2 separate regions of the Ovis aries genome follow, and region 2 is linked to region 1. A link is a contact called in public Hi-C data. All regions are on one chromosome and are shown on one strand. Each heading gives the region's core, a stretch centred on a gene start, on an enhancer-like site or on the middle of the called end of the contact. The rest is flanking DNA. Distances are from core to core; before and after follow the strand shown. Region 1 holds the start of FCMR (Fc mu receptor). Region 2 has its middle 17 kb from the start of FCAMR.

Region 1 (5,961 bases), core at 1,803-4,302:
TTATCTGTTCACTTCCTTCTCCTCCTCACTTACTTCTTTGCCTCCTTCCTTATGTACGGCTCCTTCTCTACCAGTTTTGGGCCACCCCAGGGCCTGGCACTGGGCTTGTTCTCCTCTCTGTCCCCCTGGGTCTCCCTGCAAGAGCCCATGGGCTCCCATGCCTTTTAGTGCCAACTCTGTCTAGATCTCATCACTGCGTGGATCTCCAGCCTTGTCTGTACCTCTGAGCTCCAGACTTGCCTTTTGGATCCCTCCACTTGGACTTCACTCAAACGTCTAAGATATATTTCACACTTACAATGGTAAAAGGGGGAAAAAAAAACCACCCTCTTGATTCCTCCTCCAAAACCTGTTCCTGTACAAGCTCTTCCTATCTCCGAAAAAATCGTCAACATCCATCCAAGTGCTGAAGCCCCAGAGTCGTTCTCATATTAAAGAATTAAGGTAAGTTTTAGGTGTGTGTTTGTGTACTATGTCACAGCATCAAGTGTGTGCATTCTTACTATTACAGGTCAAGGTAAAAACAGCTTGAAAGCCTACATCCTATCCTACTGTGTTGCTTTACTGTGGACCTCCACCTGGGGCCCCAAGTGATGTGGCCTGTAGTTTGTGCCTCATGCGATGGGTTCTGGGACTAGGGCCACCCCTAAATTTGCAGGACCTGGGGCAGGAATACAAATAAGGCCTAAATATCATAGTCTGAATAGTTTAAAGTTAATCACCAAGCTAGTAAACTGTTGTTGTTGTTAAGTTGTTCAATCGTGTCTGACTGTTTGCAACCCCATGGACTGTTGCCCGCCAGGCTCCTCTGTCCCTGGGACTCTCCAACATCTTGACAAATTTATGCCCTCCTTGGATGTCCATTCTCACACATGCTGTGCAGGGGAAAATGGCCTCAAGTTTTCTGCCTCCAGCTTCTGGCCCCTCTCCCTTCAGTTCTCATCCCTAGCTCCTGCCAACTCCACAACAGTCCTAGAATATACTTGGTGAATGACCCAGCTTGCATGTATAAACCCCATCTCCTTCCCAAACATCCACCTGTAGCCATTTTACAGGCCAAGACATAAGTCTAGGATAGAAGACCCAGGGTAGTGTTGCAGAGTCGTCAACGGTGGATTAAGAGTCATTTGGACAGGGAATTTGAGGTCTAGCAGAGGCGGTGTGGATGTGGGCTTGGGGTAAGCATGTCCTTTTGGGTCTTGAACTCCTCACCCCATGGGGACTGGCACCAGTGGAGAAGGACAAAGCCCAGAGTAAGGGCCCTTCTGGCTAGAAGAGTCATATTGCTCTGGACAGACTGCTGCACTGCAATTCGGGTGCCCTTCACTTCCAGACATCTCCCACATCCACCCAAACCCTCTTCCCTCTCAGGCCTAAGTTTGGTTAACCATCCACTGTGCTCACCCATGTCCTACTACCTGTCACAGAGTCTATTTCATTAAAACTTCATTCCTTTGGGCTTTCAGGGACTTCCAACATTTGACTCAAACATTTGCCTTTCTTCAAAACTCCAGCCATCACAAAGAAAGCAAGTATGAATAAACAACTACTCTGACCCCCAAGAAAATTACCACCAATCAATAAAATATTGAGGTTCCAAAGGAGGGGCTCTGGAAAGTGTAGAGAAGGAGGTGGAGGTCGAGATGGGCTTGAAGGGCTGCATCGGTGGTGGAGGTGAGGGGAAGGGTGTTCCTGGCAGAAGGAACAGCAGGAGCAAGGCCGTGGTGGCAGGGAAGTCCAGCACACGTTCAGGGAAGTCCAGCACACGTGTGCTGGCTGGAGGTTAGGAAAGTCCTGCGGAGAATGATAAGCTCAGCTTGTAAAAGCGGAGGCCAAGGAAGGAGTTGGTATTTCAGGAGTTTGGTTCAGTTGGTAGTAGGAGGCATGGAAGGTCTTTGGGAAGGATGATGTTGAGCTCAGAGGCAAGAAGAAGTGAGGTGGATGTGGAGCCACAGGCTGTCAGCTTGTGGAAAATAGGGAGGTAGTTAAAAGCTGCTCCTGGGTTCCTTTTCACTCCTCTGTTCTGTCTCTAGCAGAGGCTGCCATTTCTTCCTATCCTGGTAAGTGTGAATCTAGAAACTACATGAATTGGCCATCAGTTGGGTCAAAGTCTGGTTGGGGGTTAATGGGGAGAGGTGCGTAAAAAGCTATTTTGGCATTTTGCAGCTGATATCACAGATAGTGAAGACAGAGCTGATTTAGGTGATGACCAGTGAGAAATACGAAGGCTTGGTGTCAGGCCGGTTGTATTTTTGATCTTGATGAGGTGTGCAAGTGGGGGTGCCCGAGAGATGGCTGTAAATCAAGGTATGAAACTCTGGAAATGAATTGAAAGTGTTTGTTGGCCACTCAGTCGTGTCCGACTCTTTGTGACCCCATGGACTGCAGCCCATCAGGCTTCTCTGTCCACGGGATTCTCCAGGCGAGAACACTGGAGTGAGCTGCCATTTCCTTCTCCAGGGGATCTTCCTGACCCAGGGATGGAACTTGGATCTCCCGTATTGCAGGCAGATTCTTTACCGTTTGAGCTACCTGGGGAAGCAGACCTACCAAATGGGCCAGGGAGTCTTCGATTGGAACTTTGAAAATTCAGGAGAGAAGGGAACCAAAGAAAGAAAGGAGAGGTAAGAAGAGAGAATGCTGGAGGCTTTTAACAGCCAGATTAACAGGCTGACACCTGGGAGAGGGGACACCTTCAGCCTTGAGAGTCAACACCTTAGCGGGCAAGGAGGCAAGCTGCAAAATGCCAAAATAGCTTTTTACCCACCTCTCCCCATTAACCCACCCTTATCCTGCCCCAGGTACTGGTTTACAACTAAATTCATCTAGACGCTTCTGAGCCAGAGAAACCCAGCTACTCCCCTACACGTGACCAATTCAGTCCTCGAACGGCGTCCAAGGTGTTTCTCCAGAGCACTTACCTGGAAGGAAGTAAAGCGCCCAAAGCCACAGGTCCATGGCTCCTTCCAGAGCAAGGTCCCATCCAAGGGCCTCCGAAGAGGGGGACAGAGGCCCGCTGCTCACCCAGGCGCCGCCCTGTGCCGTCTGATGCTTAAAAGAGATTTCTGGGCCCCCACGAGGAGTGGGGCTTGGAAATGAGGAAATGACAACCTATCTTGTTTGCTTACCAGTTTTAGACGGAAAAAGAAGATACCAGCAAACCGCAGAGGAAGTCAGGAACTGAGAAAACATGCTATGTTGGGTGAGAATGGGTCCCCAGGGTTCAAAGTGCCTCGAGGCAGCTTCTATTAATAAAGACTGCTAGAAACAAACAGCCCTCATATTTCTATGCCTTGGAGGGTCCTCATATGCTTTGTGGGGTTTATGTGAGCCAGAGTTATTTGCTTTATGCCTGTCTTCAGCATGAAAGAGACTTCTTGCCAATTCTCTCCCTCTGAGGACAGCTGTAGGGACAGAAGCCTGGGTCTGAAGTCAGAAGGTGCTGGTTGTAGCCCTTGAACGCATTGATAAATGCTTTGGGAGACCTGTCCCCCCGATGGCTCAGACGGTAAAGCGTCTCCCTGCAGTACAGGAGACCTGGGTTCGATCCCTGGGTTGGGAAGATCCCCTGGAGAAGGAAATGGCAACCCACTCCAGTATTCTTGCCTGGGAAATTCCATGGACTGAGGAGCTTGGTAGGCTACAGTCCATGGGGTCGCAGAGAGTCGGACATGACTGAGTGACTTCACTTCACTTTAGGAGACCTGGTGGCTCAGAAGGTAAAGCCTGCAATGTGGGAGACCTGGGTTCGATCCCTGGGTCGGGAAGATCCCCTGGAGAAGGAAATGGCAACCCACTCCAGTACTCTTGCCTGGAAAAATCCATGGATGGAGGAGCCTGGTAGGCTACAGTCCACAGGGTCACAAAGAGTCAGACACGAATGAGCAACTTCACTTTCTTACACTTTTCTTTCTTTCTTTTGGGAGACCTACTATAGAGGAATATTAAATGTGGATTTTGAGCAACTCACTGCCTTCCTTTGAGCCTCCATTTCTTTATCTAGAAAGTGAAGGTGGGGCTGGATGACCCCTGGCTTGCTCTCCTGCAGACAGGTCACGCAGCGAGCCCACCTAGTGTCAGAGCCGCCTGGCAGAGCAGTCCCTCAGGACCCGGATGCACCGAGGTTGCGCCCAGGGGTCCAGGTGCTCAGGCTGTCAGCTGCGAGGCATTCTGGGAGGAACTTCGGGCTCCAGTCAGAAGCCTGGGCTGTCAGAAGCTCCAGTCAGAAGGTCCTGGCTTGGGGCTTCCTAGCCTGGGCCCCGGTCCTGTTGTGGATGAAGTGGGGGTGGTGCCCAGCTTCCCCTCTTCCCCGGAGTCCCTGAGGCCCTGCAGAAGCCATGGCCGTGCGGGTGTCTTTAGAGCCCCTCATGCGAGACCTGGAAGGGCTCTGGTCAGAGGGTTCCTTGGCTTCATCCCTGGAGGCTGTCCGTAGCTCAGTTCCCAGGGTCCCCACCTCCAGGTGTGGCGACCTCCTGGGCCCCCAGGGGACTCAGATTGTCCCCAAGCCTTTCTGGGAGGTTCCTCCAGACCCCCCCGGCCCCCACACCTCAGGTCTGTCACAGGCTCATCAGAACACAAACAACAGCGTCCGCAGTGGAAGTGGAGTGTGAGACTCGCAACAGGTGCAAAGGAAGTGTGGGCGGCAGGGTTCTGCGCCCCCGCATCCCCGGGCAGCTGCTCGTGTGATTTCCTCCAACCACCCTTGACCAAACTGTGGAGGGCAGCCGCGAGGCTCGGGTTAGAGCGGGAGATTGTCCAGGCCGCCCTGTCAGCCTCCCTCCTTGGAGGCCTCCTCCCAACCACGTGGCTGCTGCACAGCTGGGCTCTGCCCTGTGCTGGGCTCGAGGCCTGGGACAGCTTGGAGGGAGGGAATAAGTGAATGAATGAAGTGTGTGTGGGAGACTGTGGGCGTGGCCCTGAGGCGGGTGACGCATGCGCATGAGCGGTGTGAGACGGGGATATGTGCCTGGGTGACAGCAAAGAGTGATACCGGAGTGATTACGTGTGATGCTAGTGTGTGCATGTGTGTGTGTGATGTGCGGTTGTGAATGTGTGGTGTGTAGTTGTGAGTGTGTGTTGTGTTGTATGTGGTATGTGATTATGTGTGGTGTGTGGTTGTGAATGTGTGAGTGGGTGGTATGTGGTTGTGTGGGATATGCAATTATGTGTGGTGTATGGTTGTGTGAGTGTGTGGCATGTAGTTGTGTGTGGTGGTATGTGGTATGTAGTTGTGTGTGGTATGTGATTATGTTTGGTGTATGGTTGTGAGTGTGACTGTGTAGTATATGGTTGTGTGTGGTATGTGTGTATGTATGTGTGGTTGTGAGTGTGAAAGTGAGTAGTGTGTGGTTGTAAGTTTGTCGTTGTGAATGTGTGTGTGTGGTTGTGTGTGGTATGTGATTGTGTGTGATGTGTGGTTGTGAGTGAGTGGCTCTGAGTGTTTGCATGTGTGGTATGTGGTTGTGTGTGGTTTGTGATTGTTTGTGGTGTGTGGTTGTGGCTGTGTGTGAGTGTGTGGTTGTGTGTATGTGTGGTTGTGAGTGTGAAAGTGAGCAGTGTGGGGTTGTGAATGTGTGAGTGTGTGGTTGTGTGTGGTATGTGATTATGTATGGTATATGGTTGTGAGTATGTGACTGTGAATGTGTGAGTGTGTGGTTGTGTATGGTATGTGGTTGTGTGTGGTGTATGGTTGTGAGTGTGACTGTGTAGTATATAGTTGTGTGTGGTATGTGTGTATGCATGTGTGGTTGTGAGTGTGAGTGTGTAGTATATGGCTTTGTGGTGTGTGTGTGTGTGTGTGTGTGGTTGTGAGTGTGAAAGTGAGTAGCATGTGGTCGTGAGTTTGTGGTTGTGAATGTGTGTGGTTGTGTGTGGTTTGTGATTGTGTGTGGTGTGTGGTTGTGGCTGTGAGTGTGTGGTTGTGTGTGGTATGTGATTGTGTGTGGTGTGTGGTTGTGAGTG
Region 2 (5,924 bases), core at 2,651-5,150, 67 kb after region 1:
GTGAGAATCTGAACTGGAGATTTGGATGATGCTCGTCATGAAGAACCTTCTAGTGTCAAGGAAAGGAATGTAATAGCCTGAGAGAGAGGGAGCTGGGGAAGGAAGAAAAAATTTAAGTGAGGACTTGTTTTGGAGATGGGAGGCCCGGTCCTTTTCCTAGGCCGAGGAGACACCCCCAGGGACCTGTGCTGGCAGGTTGAGGATAAGGTTAAAGTGAGTAGCACCCTGGTGCCCTGCCAGTAAAATAGATGATGAGCCTGGAGCAGCTCCCTTGCTTTGCATGTTTATTTACTCTTTCCCAGAGCCTTAAGAGTAGAGCCTATTTTACAGGTGTGGAAACAGAGGCACAGGGATTATGTAATTTGCCCAAAGTCACGTAGCTTGTAAGTGGCATAGAACAGAGTGAGTTGTCAGTGTTGCCATCCATGTGGCCCTGGCAGATCCGTCAAGCCCAGTGCCAGTTCTGGAGGTTTCAGAATCACTGGCTAAGCTTCTCTTTATACCGTTTTGCCTGAGGCTGATAAAGAGGTCCAGATGGAGGTGATCAGGAAGGGTACTTATCGCCAAGCTGATGTAATAGACAAATTTCAAAACCCAAGTGGCTTAATGCAATGAATCTCACTTCTCAGTCAAGTGATACCCACTGTGGGTTAGCAGGGGCTTTCCGGCAAGGAGAACCACCTGTCAGGACCCAAGCTCCCTCCATCTTTGGCATCACCCTCTCAGCACTAGGCCTCCAAGCTTGCTGATTCCGGGGAGAAAGGGATGGAGGAGACACACTGGACTTAAATTTCTTCACACAAGAGTGTCACACCAAACATGCAGGGCCTGCACCGGTCACATGGCCCTGTCTAACGGCAAAGGAGTGCGGGAAAGCGCAAAGTCATGGACCATTGAGAGCATGCTGTCCCTCCCTAAAGTGGGACTGACCCCGTGCCCAGCAGGAGGCAAGGCAGAAGTGAGTGAGGGTGAGCAGGGCTCATTCATCCCTGAAAGAGGATAGTACCCACTGGGCTCAGGGAGAACACAGCCTCTCTTTGCCTCGGATCAGACTGTTTTCAGCTTTCAATCTCTGCCCCGTCCCAGAATTTAAGGGCCTCCTATGACATGTTCAAGTGGCAGCAGAGAGGAAGCGGAAAGTGTGGGAAGGGAGTCACCCCACAGACCAGTAAGAAGTTGCTTTCAATTTGGGAATGGGGAGGGAAAAATCATTTTATTGTTTGGATATGTGGGAAGGTATCCCACATCTCTTAAAGAGATGGGAATACCAGACCACCTGACCTGCCTCCTGAGAAATCTGTATGCAGGTCAAGAAGTAACAGTTAGAACCGGAGATGGAACAACAGACTGGTTCCAAATAGGGAAAGGAGTATGCCAAGGCTGTATATTGCCACCCTGCTTATTTAACTTCTATGCAGAGTGCATCATGAGAAATGCTGAGCTGGAGGAACACAAGCTGGAATCAAGATTGCCGGGAGAAATATCAAAATCCTCAGATATGCAGATAACACCACCCTTATGGCAGAAAGTGAAGAGGAACTAAAGAGCCTCTTGATGAAAGTGAAAGGGGAGAGTGAAAAAGCTGGCTTAAAACTCAACATTCAGAAAATGAAGATCATGGCATCCGGTCCCATCACTTCATGGGAAATAGATGGGGAAACAATGGAAACAGTGACAGACTTTAATTTTCTTGGGCTCCAAAATCACTTCAGATGGTGACTGAAGCCATGAAATTAAAAGACACTTGCTCCTTGGAAGAAAAGCTATGACCAACCTAGACAGCATATTAAAAAGCAGAGACATTACTTTGCCAACAAAGTCCATCTACTCAAAGCTATGGTTTTTCCAGTAGTCATGTATGGATGTGAGAGTTGGACTATAAAGAAGGCTAAGTGCTGAAGAATTGATGCTTTTGAACTGTGGTGTTGAAGAAGACTCTTGAGAGTCCCTTGGACTGCAAGGTGATCCAACCAATCCATCCTAAAGGAAATAAGTCCTGAAAATTCATTGGAAGGACTGATGCTGAGGCTAAAACTCCAATACTTTGGCCACCTGATGTGAAGAAATGACTCATTGGAAAAGACCCTGAAGCTGGGAGGGATTGGGGGCAGGAAGAGAAGGGGCCGACAGAGGATGAGATGGTTGGATGGTATCACCAACTCAATGGACATGAGTTTGAGCAAGCTCTGGGAGTTGGTGATGGACAGAAAAGTGTGTTGTGCTGCAGTCCATGGGGTCACAAAGAGTCGGACACGAATGAATGACTTAACTGAACTGTGGGAAGGTAGGGGCAAGGGAGGGCTATAGGAACTCACACCCCTGGATGTTTGGCCTGGAAATTTCATCTCCAAGTAATTTGTTGTCCATAGCCTAAAATCCAGATCTGGATGGTGGCTTCCAGATCCCTGCCTCCTGGTGCTCATGATTTTTCCTCAAATGTGAGTGTAGTCTGTGACTTACCTAAACCAAGAGCATAGGTAGTGAGAGGTCACTTTTATGATTAAGATGCATACGATTGTAAGGAGACTTTTTTCTTTGTGGGCTTTGCTGAGGCAGTTGCCCTATTGTGAGCTGCTGTGAGGAAAGGGCATTGGGGCAAGGAAATGAGGGTAGCCTTGGCTCAAATGGTAAAGAATCTGCCTGCAAAATGCAGAAGATCCAGGTCTGATCCCTGGATCAGGAAGATCCCCTGGAGAAGGGAATGGCTACCCAGTCCAGTATTCTTGCCTGGAGAATTCCATGGACAGAGGAGACTGGAAAGCTATAGTCCATGGGGTCGCAGAGAGTTGGACCCGAGCAAGAGGCTAACACTTTCACTTGGCCTGAACCAACAAGAAACGGAGGCTGTCAGTCCAGCACCCTCAAGGACCTGAATTGTACCAATAATCAGGCAAGTGGAAGTGGATTCTTCCTCAACTGAGCTCTCAGATGAGAACGCAGCCTTGGCTGATGCCTTGATTGTAGTCTTGCAGAGATCTCAGCTAACCCCTGCTGGGGCTCTTGACTCAAGGAAACCATGAGAAAATAAATGTGAGCTGTTTTATCCGCTAACTGTACGGTAGTATGGTTATGCAGCAACCGATGCTAATCATTGGGATCAGTGAGTGAATAAAAATTTTCTAGGGCTGTTGTAAGATATCACAAGCTGAGTGGCTGGAGAAACAAAAATGTTTTCTCTCATAGTTACAGAGGTTAGAAGTGCAAAATCAAGGTGTTGGCGGGGCCATGACCGCTCTGAAGCCTCCAGGAAGTGATTTATCCTTCCCTGTTCCACCCCAGGTGTCCCGTGACCCGCGTCAGCATCACTCCAGTCCGTTCCTCTTCTTTTCTTATATGGACACCAGTCATATTGGATTAAGGGTCTGCTGTACTCTGTACAGCCTCATTTTAGCTAATTGCTTCTTTATTGACCTTAATTTCAAGAGGTCCTGGGGGTTAGAACTTCAGCCTATCCTTTCAGAGGAAAGAATTCAGCCTGAAAACAGGAAGAATAAAAAGAGAGCTAACAATGAAAGGATTGTTGGGAAAACCAAACAGGCACGTTGAACACATCTAAGCAGTGTGCACCTTCAGAGCAAGGACTAGTGTCTTTGTAGGTCAGGATCTCAGAAACTGCTGGTGGAGAGGACCCTTCCCTGGTATTACCCAGGAAATGCTTGAACAAAGGGCGAAGAGAATCCCTATCCCGGGGACAGCCTCTCTCATCGCTCTCAGGTCTGGAGGGTGGACAAGATGACCCTCTCACAAGTCCCTGAATTCTAAGTTACCCTCATTTCGTTGGTCTGGTGCTGTATTTCCACCCTTCTCCTGGGTTAAGGAAGGGGCTGCTTTCTGTCGCGACACTGGGATTGCCCACCAGCTGCAGTGCTTTTTCAGCGATGAACAGATGTTGCCACCTTGTGGCCGCAAGGCTTCACGGCGAGGGTGACCACGTCCTTTATTACTAAGATCCTGAGCCTGTATGCCCTCTCTGTGACCCCATGGACTGCAGCCCGCCAGGCTCCTCTATCCATGGTATTTTTCAGGCAAGAATACTGCGGTGGGTTGCCATTGCCTCCTCCAAGGGATCTTTCCTCCCAAAGCATCGAACCCGTGTCTCCCGCATCTCCTGCACTGCAGGTGGATTCTTGACCGCTGAGCCACGGGGGAGGTCCCGTTACTCAGATGAGGACACTTTTTAAAGTGGAAGGGGGCTTTTAATCTTAGTGCAGGAACAGCAGGTGTAAATTGGAACTGTGCCAGGCAAACTGGGACAGGGAATGTGAGGGAAAAAGAGGACGATCTGGGGTTCTTCAGAGGCAGCGTTTCAAATTGTGCTACTCCCCTCTGTCTACTCCCAGCAAGAAGCTTCCTACAACTACCCATGCTGGCCATCCTCCACTTCAATCAAGGTTAGTAATACATGAAAGGGTCTTGAGACCCTCTGACACAAAGTATAAGGAAATCCCAACTACACCTATTAAAAGAGGGGCAGGGAGGAGGGGAAGATAGATGTCTTTCTACATTGCCTATGGATCTAAAATGCCCCAAGCACATTTAAGGTTTAGTTCTGACTTTAAAGATACATTTTAGGGATTTCCCTGGCGGTCCAGTGGCTAAGATGCCAAGCTCCAGGTTCAGTCCCTGGTCAGGGAACTAGATCTCACATGCCGCAGCTGAGAGTTTGTATGCTGCAGGCAAGACCGGGCATAGGTTATACGGGCATCTTGACAATGTTAATTCTTCCAATCTTTTCATTTATCTGTGTCTTCTTCAACTTCTTTCATCAGTGTTTTATAGTCGTTCACTTCTTTGGTTAAATTTATTCCTAGGTATTTTATTCTTTTGTTGTAGTTGTAAATGAGATTTCTTTCTCAATTGTTCTTTCTGTAAGCTCATCCTTAACATATAGAAATGCAACAGATTTTTGTATCCTACAAATTTATTTGTTATTATTTCTAACAACTTCTGAGTGTCTTTAGGGTTTTCTTTTTTAATATAAATGTATTTATTTCAATTGGAGGCTAATTACTTTACAATATTGTATTGGTTTTGCCATACATTGACATGAAGCCGCCACGGGTGTACATGTGTTCCCCATCCTGAACCCCCCTCCCACCTTCCTCCCCATACCATCCCTCTGGGTCATCCCAGTGCACCAGCCCCGAGCATCCTGTATCATGCATCAAACCTGGACTGGTGATTCGTTTCATATATGATATTATATATGCTTCAGTGCCATTCTCCCAAATCATCCTACCCTCGCCCTCTCCCACAGAGTCCAAAAGTCCATTCTACACATCTGTGTCTCTTTTGCTGTCTCGCATACAGGGTTATCGTTACCATCTTTCTAAATTCCATATATATGTGTTAGTATACTGTATTGGTGTTTTTCTTTCTGACTTACTTCACTCTGTATAATCGGCTCCAGTTTCATCCACCTCATTAGAACTGATTCAAATGTATTCTTTTTAATGGCTGAGTAATGCTCCATTGTGTATATGTACCACACCTTTCTTATCTATTCGTCTGCTGATGGACATCTAGGTTGCTTCCATGTCCTGGTCATAAATAGTGACGATTTTACTTCTTCCTTTCCAATTTAGATGTCTTTTATTTCCTTTTTTTACCCAATTGATCTGGCTAGAACTTTCAATAATATGTTGAATAAGAAAGCTGCAAAGAACTAAAACAAGTGAATAACCCCCCCAGTTGCATGTATGACTTCATTATAACTGCATGAACATTACCTAAATATACATACAAACACTGTAATGGAGCAGGGAAAATATAAAGCTAATTGATGTGTTGCTGAAGGGTGGCTATAGGTGATATGTTTTCTTTAACAGATATCCTTCATATTTGCAAATACCAATGAATACAAATACCAGCTCTTTGCAAATACCAGTCATGTTGTTTATGAAAGAATTAATCAATTTTGCCTC

The links. Hi-C and Micro-C count contacts between places; a contact is called where the count stands out from the background.
Region 2: a Hi-C map of mixed tissues shows a contact between it and region 1, with 2.5 times the contacts expected there. The contact joins the enhancer-like site here to the promoter of FCMR in region 1. A contact is called at or near these places in 2 of 16 Hi-C or Micro-C datasets (liver and mixed tissues).

Annotation. Positions count from the first base shown.
Region 1 is chr12:4,525,507-4,531,467 of ARS-UI_Ramb_v3.0, forward strand. It overlaps FCMR (Fc mu receptor), which reads right to left and starts at 3,053. Exons shown (of 6, transcript XM_060396016.1): 1 at 2,922-3,053. The coding sequence starts at 2,958.
Region 2 is chr12:4,591,466-4,597,389 of ARS-UI_Ramb_v3.0, forward strand. No RefSeq gene overlaps it. Among named protein-coding and RNA genes, the nearest start is that of FCAMR, 17 kb to the left of the region's middle. Within about 2 kb of position 3,901, at least 4 of the 54 cell types and tissues checked have an H3K27ac peak or open chromatin away from gene starts, as enhancers often do.